Regions from separate parts of the Mus musculus genome. Here region 1 is linked to region 2. A link is a contact called in public promoter capture Hi-C data. All regions are on one chromosome and are shown on one strand. The core of a region is the stretch at or near the end of the contact, and the rest is flanking DNA. Distances in the headings are between cores, read along the strand shown.

What was found. Promoter capture Hi-C pulls out the DNA fragments that hold promoters and counts their contacts.
Region 1: a contact with region 2 is called in a promoter capture Hi-C map of hippocampal neurons, with 3 times the contacts expected there. The contact joins the promoter of Opa1 here to the promoter of Il1rap in region 2. A contact is called at or near these places in 2 of 39 promoter capture datasets (hippocampal neurons and liver).

The regions. Positions count from the first base shown.
Region 1 is chr16:29,575,374-29,581,255 of GRCm38.p6, forward strand. It overlaps Opa1 (OPA1, mitochondrial dynamin like GTPase), which reads left to right and starts at 3,961. Exons shown (of 29, transcript NM_133752.3): 1 at 3,961-4,198. The coding sequence starts at 4,167.
Region 2 is chr16:26,578,776-26,584,554 of GRCm38.p6, forward strand. It overlaps Il1rap (interleukin 1 receptor accessory protein), which reads left to right and starts at 2,930. Exons shown (of 11, transcript NM_001159318.1): 1 at 2,930-3,111.

The sequences.
Region 1 (5,882 bases), core at 2,711-5,210, 3.0 Mb after region 2:
TTTTCATTAGGACAGACCCCTTTTGGTCTAATCCAAACACACAAATAGGCTCAGAGGTCAACCCAATCAGGTTATTAAGATTAGCCATCACACTACACAATTTAAAATGTATTTCTACATCCTGTATTCTTGTCTGTGGGTGTATTTATCCTTATACCTACCACACTGTCTCCTTCCCAGTTGTTTTGAGGTCAGGTAGTTATAAATGCTCCAGCCTCAATTTTTTTAAACATTTTGGTCTTCTATATTTCTAAGTAAGTTTTAGAATATTTCTCCAACTTCTATAAGTGGCTATAATGACTATAAACACATAGATGAGGGCTAGAGGGACGTCTCCGTGGTTATGAGTGCTTGCTGCTCTGGCAGAGGAGCTGAGTTTACTCCTAAGCATCCACATTGAGCAGCTCCCAAACGACTTTAACTTCAGGTCCAGGAGATCTGCTGCCCTCTTCTGTCATGCTCAGGCACCTGCACATACATGGAATGCAGACACAGATACAAACACATACATACAAATAAAGATAGAATACATCATTTTAAAACGAAGAGGCTAATTTGAGAAAAGATGTCATCCTAAGACTTTTGACTCTTCTGAGACAGACAGACAATATCGATGGGAAGAGCCAACAATGATTGTAACATGCTTTCCTGAGCATTGGGGAGTGTAATGACGATGCGTGAGTGTGTGTGCCTACAGATGCTTCTCTCTCCAGGAAACCACAGAGCAAGAATGTGGTTCTCCTCTGGGACCTTGGATACCACCCAAGAAGAACTTTGCAAAGAAACATAATAAAACCTTACATGCATACTTATGATCAGGCACAGGTGTGTAGATTTCTGATATTTCTTTGCTCTTTTTAAAGATCTCCAAACAACTGGATAACTAAACAGGGTAGTTTTGTGTGATAAGATAGATGCTTTGATAGTTTTAACTGCTGGGGTGCTCAGTTCCTATCTGAACCTGAAAAGTTAGTTTGAAATGGTAAAATTCTTCCGTGACTACTAGACCAGAAGATACAGTTAGCATCTTTGTTTGGGTTGAGTGATATACAAGTTAACAAATAAAAACAAAGGTCATTCTCTCTCCCACTTAAGAAGCAATGAGCCCTTTCCTCATTGCCTTTCACTAAGACTCACTGCCTTCAATATTTTCTTGGATCATGTATGCAATGTGGATTAGTAACACATGAGTGTTTGTTGTATATCATATTCAACTATATTCCTTGAACATCACAGTTTACTCGTGTAGATGGTCTTCTAGGGGAATCTTATTGTTTTAGAAACATCAAACCCTCTAAATCAGTGGTTCTCAACCTGTGAGTCACGACCCCTTTGGGGAATCAAACAGCCTTTTCACAGGGGTGGCCTAGAACCATTAGAAGACACAGATATTTACATTATGATTTATAATAGTAGAAAAATTACAGTTATGAAGTAGCAATGGAAATAATTTTATGCTTAGGGATCACCACAACATGAGGAACCATATTAAAGTTCACAGCATTAGTAAGGTTGAGAACTTCCCCAGGTATCTCAATTAATAAGTTTTATATAAGCAATAGTTTATGTTTTTAAATTCTCTTGATTTGTCTAAGAAAAATAATATCACAATCACAGAAATTTGTGTGTAATTTGAGTAAGGGATATGAAACATTACTCGATTCCTACCCCTTCCTAGTATTTTTTTTTTAAGATTAGGGCATAATGTTGTCTGATATTTTAAGAATACTGGTTTATCAGCCCGGTGATGGTGGTGCACGCCTTTAATCCCAGCACTTGGGAGGCAGAGGCAGGCAGATTTCTGAGTTCAAGGTCATCCTGGTCTACAGAGTGAGTTCCAGGACAGCCAGGGCTACACAGAGAAACCCTGTCTCAAAAAAAAAAAAAACCAAACCAAATCAAAACAGAAAAGCAGAATACTGGTTTATCTAAATGTAAATTTTCTCTGTTTTTAAATTGTAGCAAAAGTCCAACATCATTTCACACTGTGTAGCCAAACAAAAAAACTCTGGCCTGAATTTGAACTAGTGGTGGTGGTTTGATTTCATAACAGTCTAACTAATTTTCCTATTCAGCATTATAAGTAGATGTTCCTCAATGTACATAGCGTGAAGTGGATGTCATATAAACCCATTATAACTTGAAAGTCTCACTTGAGGCACACCCATATCCCAAACTTCCTACCTCAGTCTAGCCCTCTAACCTTAAACATGCTTACAACAGATACATTAGCAGTCAAGTGGCCTATTTTATATGGGATTGAGTAAATCACCCTTATTAGATAATATATTAAATATAGAAAACAGGCTGGTTGAAACAAGTATTGGATGCATGGCTTCTATTGAATTTTCTTCTTCACATTTCTTTGACAGCATTGTGAAGTTAAAACAAAACAAAAACCTAGATTAAAGCCATTTCAAATTAGGGCAATCTATTTCAGATATTATTCTCTATTTGGATACTGAGAGCTCATAGGTTTTGTGACTAGTGTGAATGTAATTCACTTAATTAGCTACTATCTAGAGACTTTCATGCTAACTCTATTTTGCTATCTAATACAATGGTAGACATAAGTTACACATAGTCCCAGCCTAGAAGTGGAATTATAAAGCAAGGGCTTTGTAAACTGCAAAGACACATTACACATGGAAGCAGCCGTCACTTACTTCTCCCTTTTGTGTTTTCCAACAAGAATTAGGAAGCAACAATAACAAATGCATTTTTTATTCAATACTAGAAAAAGTTGGGGTTTAAACTGGTTTCTAGTTTGGTTTATACTGGTTAGGCTTTATAGAAGGTTTCTATCTACAGCTATCATTGAGACAGTCATCACAGTAAATATATTCCTCAAGTCCTGCAATCAGAACGTTTACTGTCAGACAGTTGCGTTTATATACTTGCCACTATTGTGACTAGATGGATTCTGATTTATGGTTTTGATAATTAGATAAAAAGCAATTTATTTGGGGTGCTGGTGGTGGTGTGTATTTCATGTGCGTGTGTGAGAGAGAGAGACTGACAGAGACAGGGGAAGGGAGACGAGTGAAAGGAATGTATCCTTGAAGTGAAATAAAGTACAAGACTATCTGATTTTTTCCAATAACACCATTAATCGACTTCACAATCTTTCACTGGCAATATTCCTGTTTTGAGTCCCTGTTCTCTTTAAAAAAATACAAAAATGGTTGAAGATGGAGAAGATACTTGGATTGATACAAATAATTTAGATTATTAAGGAGAAAATGTAGCCAGAAAAAGGAAGGAACTCAAAAGGCCCAAAACCTAACTGGAACTTTTGAATATTAAATAATAGTTGGGAGAAGCAGGTAGCTAGGAGACTAGACATCAACTACGTCCGAAGAGGGGTTGATAGGGAGGAGTGGGGAGGGATAGGTTACAAGGAGAAGGAAGAATGAATCTGACGTCTTGAAAATCAAAAGAAAACTAAGAAGAGAACTTAGGCAGATACTACTAAGGAGCCATTACTGGAGAGATGGCGCTGTTAAGAGACTTTGACAAGGGCCATTTCAATAAAATGGGTGCCATTAAAATTCAGGTGAAAGCCAACAAAGGGGGGAATGAAAAAACAAAACAAAACAAAAACATTTGTGTCTTAATAAAACTGTATGTGTTTATCCCAAACCTACAGCTTAAATGTCAGAAGTCACTTTCCAATCAGATCTCGGACTTTCTAAGGTGTCTCGCATACTCGATCTTCTGGCTATATGATTCAGCTACGAAAATGATCTTTAAAAGATTTCCTTAAATTGGCTGCTCCTAATAAACATTCGTCCAGTGGATTTCCTGCACCCAGCCCGCCCAGTTCATTTTCAAAATTCCTACACTTTGAGGGCGGAGCCAAGAAGAGGAGCACTACACAGGTCCCGCCCAGTGGCTCCCCGCGCATGCGCATGTCATCCGCGGCCCGTTTGTGCAGCCTGCCTAGCGTTCCTGTGGGTGGTTATTTCGGAGACGGACTGACTACGGGAGCCCAGCCGGCTCTTGCGGAAGTCCATGCGCCATTGGGAGGGACTCGGTGGCTGCTCTATGCCCTTGTTGCTGAGGGCCTCTTCCTGGGTCATTGTCGGAGCAGGAATCGGACTGGGGCCGACACGGGGTTCCCCCCGTGGCCGTCTCAGCGCCTGTGTGTGGTCTGCTCTGGCGGGATGTGGCGAGCAGGTCGGGCGGCCGTGGCCTGGTAAGTGCGGCCTGCGACCTGGCCCCGTTATGTCAGGTTCTGGGCCATTTGGACAGCAGGGTTGACCCATCACTACTTCCCGAATGTGCAGGTGACTGACCCTCAGGCCGGGCCGAGGCTCTTAAAAAAATTCTCGCGAATGTTTGAATACCCAAAGGAGTGACGGGAGTTGGCCGGTGACCATTCCTTGTTCAACATGAAGATTTTTGCTGCCTTGGCCCATCGTTCCTGTCCCTGTCCTTGTGATCTCCCTGCTATCTGTCTCTAGTTGTTGCTTTTATTGTTGCTATTCTGGCCTGGCCTAGCTCTGTCCTTGTATCTCTGTGCGTGTCATTTAACTGCCTTCTTGCAGCCATACGCCATGCCACAGCGCACACTTTGCTCTTGCAGCTACTTGGTAGCACTTGCAGCAGCATACTTGAAAGTATGTCCTTTCATAATACGCGGGAAAGGGCTCTCTGCCCGTTTACCTGACCCTCTGACTGGAGTCAAATTTAGAGTGGTGTTGTGCATGATATCAGGCGGTGTTTAAGAGATGCCCCGTCAGAGATCTTGTTCAGTGTTGAGGTCCACTTCGATGCACTTCTCCAGTCTCGCTGCGGATGTTGCTGTAGTCTTGTTTTAAAGTAGAAAACCTCAAAGTAGTTTTATTTCTATGAATTGCTATATGCATTTACTGATACTAAATTTGATGTTATCTATATAAGTTGTTCCAATAACCCCCAAGCTTAGCACATTGTTTCAGACATTTGATTACAGGAAGTAGTGTACACCAAGGTTTCCACCCATCTCTACAGCCCCTAGAACTTTTGTTTGTTTGTTTGTTTTTGTTTTTGTTTTTCGAGACAGGGTTTCTCTGTATCACCCTGGCTCTCCTGGAACTCACTCTGTAGACCAGGCTGGCCTCGAACTCAAATCCACCTGCCTCTGCCTCCCGAGTGCTGGGATTGAAGGCTTGGGCTACCACGCCGGGCTAGAACTTTTAAAAATATGTTTGTATCTCTTTCACCAGCATGTATATCTGTGTGCCACTTCTGTGTCTGCTGCCCACAGAGGACAGAGAACAGCATTCAGTCACCTGGGACTAGAGTAGCAGACAGGTGTTAGTCACCATGTGGGTGCTGGGAATCCAACCTCTGACTTCTAGAAGACTAGCCCTTCTTCATAACCAATAAGCCATCTCTCCAGCCCTCTCCCCAAAACTTTTTTTAATGGTATAAATTATGTATTATGCTTATAAGGAATGGACCCATTCCTTTCATCACAGTTAATTAAAAGTCCACAGTGCAACTGCCTCTACTGCAATGTTGGTTGTTTTTAATCTTGTGGGATTTTAATTTAGCAATACGTTCACAACCTTCTCTATTGAAATAAGCTATTTACAACTTTACTATTGCTGCTGTTTTATAATTAAGTGGAGACATCTAGTTTTCTATAAAACAGAAAAAAGTGTAGAAGATAGCATACTCTTTTCAAAGAGGTATGTAGGAAACACTTAAAGTTGGTTTACAAATAAACAGGTTTGTAGTTTGTATTGTTTGTTTAATCAATCATATACAGCTGGGCTACATTGTTTCTGAAGGTATGAACATGTGTCTACAGTCATGGCTTTAGAATGTCTTATGCCCAAGCACAACTTAGCTAATGGGAGAAATAGGGATATGGAAAACCAGAAACCCCCAGG
Region 2 (5,779 bases), core at 1,680-4,179:
CAACATGGTGATTTTATGTCAACGTGCTACAGAATGTAAAATCTGATTCAGTCTGGCTTCAGAAACTCTGTCCTTAATGAACTTGATTCTGAATACGTGGGGTTTGAGATGTACACGCAATATGAAGAATGTATATGAAGGAGGCGAACAGTATGTTTAGTCTTTGGTTTGGGCTGAAGATTTAAATTTGCAGGTCATTATCATAGAGATATTTTAGAAAGCTGTGCATCTAGATAAGATGCCTGAACGAGGGAATAGAATCATTCCATAGGCTGATCTGGATAGCCCCTGCTTTGAGAGAGAGAGGGGGGAGGGAAAGGGAGAGGGAGAGGGAGAGGGAGAGGGAGAGGGAGAGGGAGAGGGAGAGGGAGAGGGAGAGGGAGAGGGAGAGGGAGAGGGAGAGGGAGAGGGAGAGGGAGAGGGAGAGGGAGAGGGAGAGGGAGAGGGAGAGAGATATCTGACAGAATGGCCCATAAAATGCATCAGATGGGGCAGAAGAAAACCAGAGTCAAGCATGAGTAAAGGATCAATGGGTCAAATTTGCCTAATGCAGCTTGAGCAGTAAAGCAAGATGAAGACTGAAGGGTGACCACTGAACACTAACAAGGTCATTAGGGACCTTGACAGTGGCATATTAGTGATAACATCCTAATCGATGACATAACCCACACTGCATTGGTTTTCACATTCCTTTCAGTTGTTATCCATATGTCTATTTAACTTTTGCTTTATCCCATTATAATCCAAGCCCTTTTTTTTCAGATATACACTCATGATGTAGTAATCATGATAATAAATGCCTTATTATATGAATATATAGATTTGGCTAACTATTTTATTTCTACTATTTATGTAGGATAAAATAATATGCTGTGTTTGTAAAATTCCTTCCATCTCCATGTTATGTGCAGTTGCTAATTGCCCAGGATAATATCTAGGTCCATTGGCAACTGACATAATCTTCCTGGCTTCTGGGTAGCCCAAGGTAGTTCATCCAGGTGAATGTTTTGGAAAGTCGATGCTTACTGCTTGGGTCCTGACTTTTGTATCTTCTACTTTTAGATTGAAAGCATTGAGAAAATTATTTAAACTTTCTTTACATCTTTTGCATGGCACCCTATCTGTTGCTGTGAGAGTTGAGTGAATTAATATATCTGAGGCCATTGTGATTGATTTATGCCTTCTATTTTGTAGATAACCTACAAAATCATTAGTGTAGTGCTTAATAAGTGTACTACATTAAAAGGAAAAGTTGATGCCTGGAATATGTTTAATGAATGAGGAAGAAATCAAAGAATTTTATTTGTGCTTATCACCAGTAACTTAAAAAATGTCCTAGATCATTTCTTCTTTGCATCAGTGACAATCTTATGGGCATGGAGTATGTGTCAGATATCCATACATAAAATAATAATGTAACGGCTCAATTGTCTTGAGGTCAGGAGACACAGAAGCATCTCAGTTAGTTCTTTTAGGAAGGTATTGCAGTGTGAATATGAACTCTTCCCCCATAGGTTTGTGTGTTGAATAACTGGTCTGTTTCGGGAGAGTCTGGAAATTTAGGTTCGAGCTCTAGTTTGGAGGAAGGAGGTTGGTGCAGCACGGATGTGACAGTTCTATCTGGTCCCTTGCCTTCTTCCTTCCCTGTGCTTTTGCTGGTGCAGAAAGTGATCAGCCTCTCCTCTTCCCACAATGCAACACAAAGGTACTGGAGCAGAAGAGTCAAAGTAGTTGCTTCCATCACTTAAGTTGTCCTTTCAGGTGTTTTGGTTACAGCAGTGTCACGGAAGTGTGCAAGGTTTGAACAGCCAGCATCTTTAGGAAGGCTGACCTTTCTTGGCTCTTATTTTGTTCCCAAGCACACACACCCTTTCCTTTTACACCCCTTTCCTCATTGCTTAATTGCTTCATCTGGGACTCAATTTCTCAAATAAACAAATTAATAAGACACAGTTAAGTAGTTTGAGGGTGGGGCAGACAAGGAGGTGGCAAGGAGCAAGGCCTGTGAGAAGAGACAAGTATGGTTGGCAGATTGCCTTTGTTGGGGATACTCTGAAATGAGGACCGTGTTTGAAGGGCCTTGTTCTCGAGGAGGCTTTTGAACAAGGAAACTGATGTAAGGAAGACCATTATACAGATCCTCAGATGATTACATAACTGCAGTGTATAGTAGAGATGGCAGCTAAAGCTTTTCTAAGGACCCGGTGATAGGAGAATGACGGAATAGAAAATTATTTTCTTCTGTAATCGATTATTCCATTCAATCACCAATGCATTCTTCTTTGTCAGCTTATTCGTCTTGAATGCTAGCTTTTTTGCCTCTCATTATACTAGTGGCTGATTATGATAGTGGACGATACTGATAATGTCCTACTGTCATGATGGGTGCTCTCTTTCCTGTGTCCCCTACTTCTAGCAGAGCAAGATAGGGCTCCTGACTAAGGAGAAGGCTGTGCTGCCGCTGGTTCCTGTTGCTCTAGGAACTCGACACATGGTGGGTTCTCTGGGGTGCAGCCTTAATCGACTCATGGCCATTAGTATGTGACAGGTGAATACACAGACCAAAGGAACCGTAGGCTAGGACCCACTTGGGTTGCAGGACCGCGATCTTCAGTGGAGCACAACGGTGCGCTTAGGTGTGCAGAGGCTCTGGACCTGCTCTGAGTATTTTGGTCTTGAGACCAACCGGCTGCAGGGCTAGCCCTTCCTTGCACGTTCCGCCCCAGCCCCAGTGGCCCACGCGGTGGCACCCAGCGCAGCCTGGCATCCGCCAGCGGGCGGACCCCACGCGGCTCCTCCTCGCGGCGGGCGGGACTGCCCCGCGTGCGGCCCCAACCCTAGCCTTGGGAAGCCCGGATCGCGGGCGGAGCGCGATTCACCGCGTGGGTGGAGTCTGTGACTGGATCCCAGGGCCAATCGCGCGGTGGCGGGGGAGGAGCTCCGGAGGGGGAAAAAGAAAGTGCGGCGGAAAGTAAGAGGCTAGTCGGGGAAGGCTGCCAGCATCTGGCTTTCCTAGGTTCGGCTTGGACCAGGGCGCTGAAAGAGGCAGTGGTCGGCCACCCTGCATCCATCTGGTCGCTGTCGCCGAGCCTGCTGGGCTGGCCCGATAAGGTGAGTCTTGCTCTGCAGGGAGGGCTGGGTTGAAATGGCCAGCCGCAGTAACTCCGGGTAGTAGGAATTCTTGTAGATCGTCTTCCACAACCCTTCTGGTTTACAGACAGCAAAACTGAGACACGGAGCGAGACTGTGGCCAGGCTAAACAAATCACACTACTAACTAGTAGGGCGGTCGGGGTTCGAACTTAGCAAATTGGAGGCCTATTTCGCCCGGGGCTGTGCGGGTTCTCAGGCTTTTGAGGGATCTATTTCAGGGTCCTTGTGCCTAGGGTTCTCAGGAGTGCCGCTGTAAGCTTGAGGCGAGCAGGAGGCTGTGTCCCAGCACACCCACTCCATCACATCGTAGCTCGCAGTCCCAGCTATGACAGCCCTGGGGAGAGGCTGCCAGCAAGCAGCCTTGCTAGCTCCTTTCCTGACCTGCTTTTTTTTTTTTTTTTTTTTTTTTTTTTCTTCTGAGGGACGTTCCTGCCTAGGGTCTCTTTCAGGCAGTGAGTTCAGGAAGAAGGAAGAGACTACAGGTGCTGGCCACCACTCTCCCAGCCTTGGAGATAGCAGGAACTGTTTTCCTTGAGGGGTGGGGGTGGTGGGCAGGACATGGGATGCCTGTCCTTTAGAACAGCTGGTGCCTGAAGCCTCCTTCTACCTCTAAGTCCTAATTGGGAATAGGGAAGCCTAGTTAAAGAGAAAATCAAAAACACGAAAGCGAACTTCTGCTGTTTCCATTAGGAGACAGTTGCTCCCTTCCCTCCGCAAACCCACTGATTGTGAAATTGTGAACCAAGGCGCTACGGAAAACATTAGATGCTTTTCCATGCAATAAGCTATGGTTACCAATAAGCTGAAAAGGTTATCTTCTGTCTGTGCCTTTGCCTTGTGTTGGCTGTGTAAATTTGGGCAGTTTAGCTCACCTTTCTGAGACTATTTCAAGTAGCAAAATGGACACTAGAATGCCCCCTGTGAATCCTAGGGGTAGTTAGGAGGATGAAATAGAACAGTTCAAGTGACATGTTCAGAGTGGTGCCTGGCCTGGCGACTTTGGCAAATATTGCTCTGTACTAATATTGGCTTCACTGGGTTTGAGAAGGGTTATTTTCTACTACCTTGGTGTGACTTTTTTTTTTAAATCTAAAAGTAGAATGATATTTAGCCTTTAGAGTTTGAGCATTTAAAAATATTTTTTGCATTCAATTTTGTGTGTAGGTGGGTACATGTGTGTACGTGTGTGGGGAGGTCAAAGGACTGTGTGTGTGTGTGTGTGCATGCACATGATGCACATGTGTGTGGAGGTCAAAGAAAATTTCTCAGGAATCCTATCTCTCCACCATGTGGGTGGAACTCTTCTGGTGTTCAGGTTTGGGGGCAGTCATCCTTACCTGGCAGGCCCGAGCAGTTCTTTACAGTGCTTTCTAAACATGGTCCACAGGTAGACTCGCTTGATCATTTGATGTTTGAGCAATGCGAATTTCCTCCTCCTTTTGAGGTCAAGCCTCCAGCCTGGGAACTGCCTTGATAGGAGGCATCCTGCATTGGCAAAGAAGGTTTTTAATGTTTGATAAAGGATGAAAAAGACAAGGAGAAGAAGCTTGAAGTTATAGCAATGCCTTCCATTGCCCCAAGCCTTCTAGTCCTGTTCTTTGGTCCATCTCTACTTCATATTCTGTAGCTAATATCAAGAAGCAAGGGGATTTTTGTATATTGTTCAGTAACACTGGGTAAGTTCAGTCTCTTCTGGATACTAATTGGCTTTATTTAAACCCAAGCACACACATATGCTCACATGAGCCTTCCTGTGTTACTTGTCTTTTAAAATGAAGCAGCTTCCATAGATACCTCCACCTGACTTGCATGACAATTGATTTTATTTTGATCCATATGATTATTTACTACCATCTACTGGCCACAGTGCAAGTCCCTGAAATGAGTAGTTAGCATTTATAAGGGGCTGCCTCCTTCCTTCACAGTCCACAGCACTTGCCTGCAGTATTGATGAACTCCAGGGAAAGGGCGGGATACATCTTGAGAGGAGGTGAGGGTTTGCTGATGTCCAGTAGGTACCTCCCATACCAGACATTGCCACAAGACAGGGACACATCTGTTTGTCACCTTACTCTTTGTGCTCGGATTGTGGTGACGCGCCACAATATGATTTAATGTGTGCCTTATAAACTAGGGACTTGTGGGGATAAGGGAACTGTTCAAAATGAGGTCAAACAAGGGCTTGGGATGGGCATTGAAGGCAAAGTCTCTTTGCTTCTGGGTTTTTGAAGAAAGCATACTGAGGTTTATCATTCCTGATACATGTTATTATAACCAAACTGTGTGTGTGTGTGTGTGTGTGTGTGTGTGTGTGTGTGTGTGTGTGTATAGAACTTTAAAATCTCCAAGTGTGTTCCTCACACATTATTTTCCTTGTTACTTTCAATAGGCCTTGGGGATGCTCATGGCAGACTTCATAATAGTGGCAGATCCTGGGGTTTGGTCAAAGCTACTTGACTTTAAATTCTGTACCTGACCACCCTTGTGTGTTACTGGGAAAAGTGTTTCAACTGTCGGAGCTTCTGTTTTATCCAGTTTTGAAATGACTTAATGCTTATGCTAGGCTCTCATGTGAAGATGAAGTTCTGTGCATAATATCAAGTGTGTGCAGTAGAGGACTGCTCATT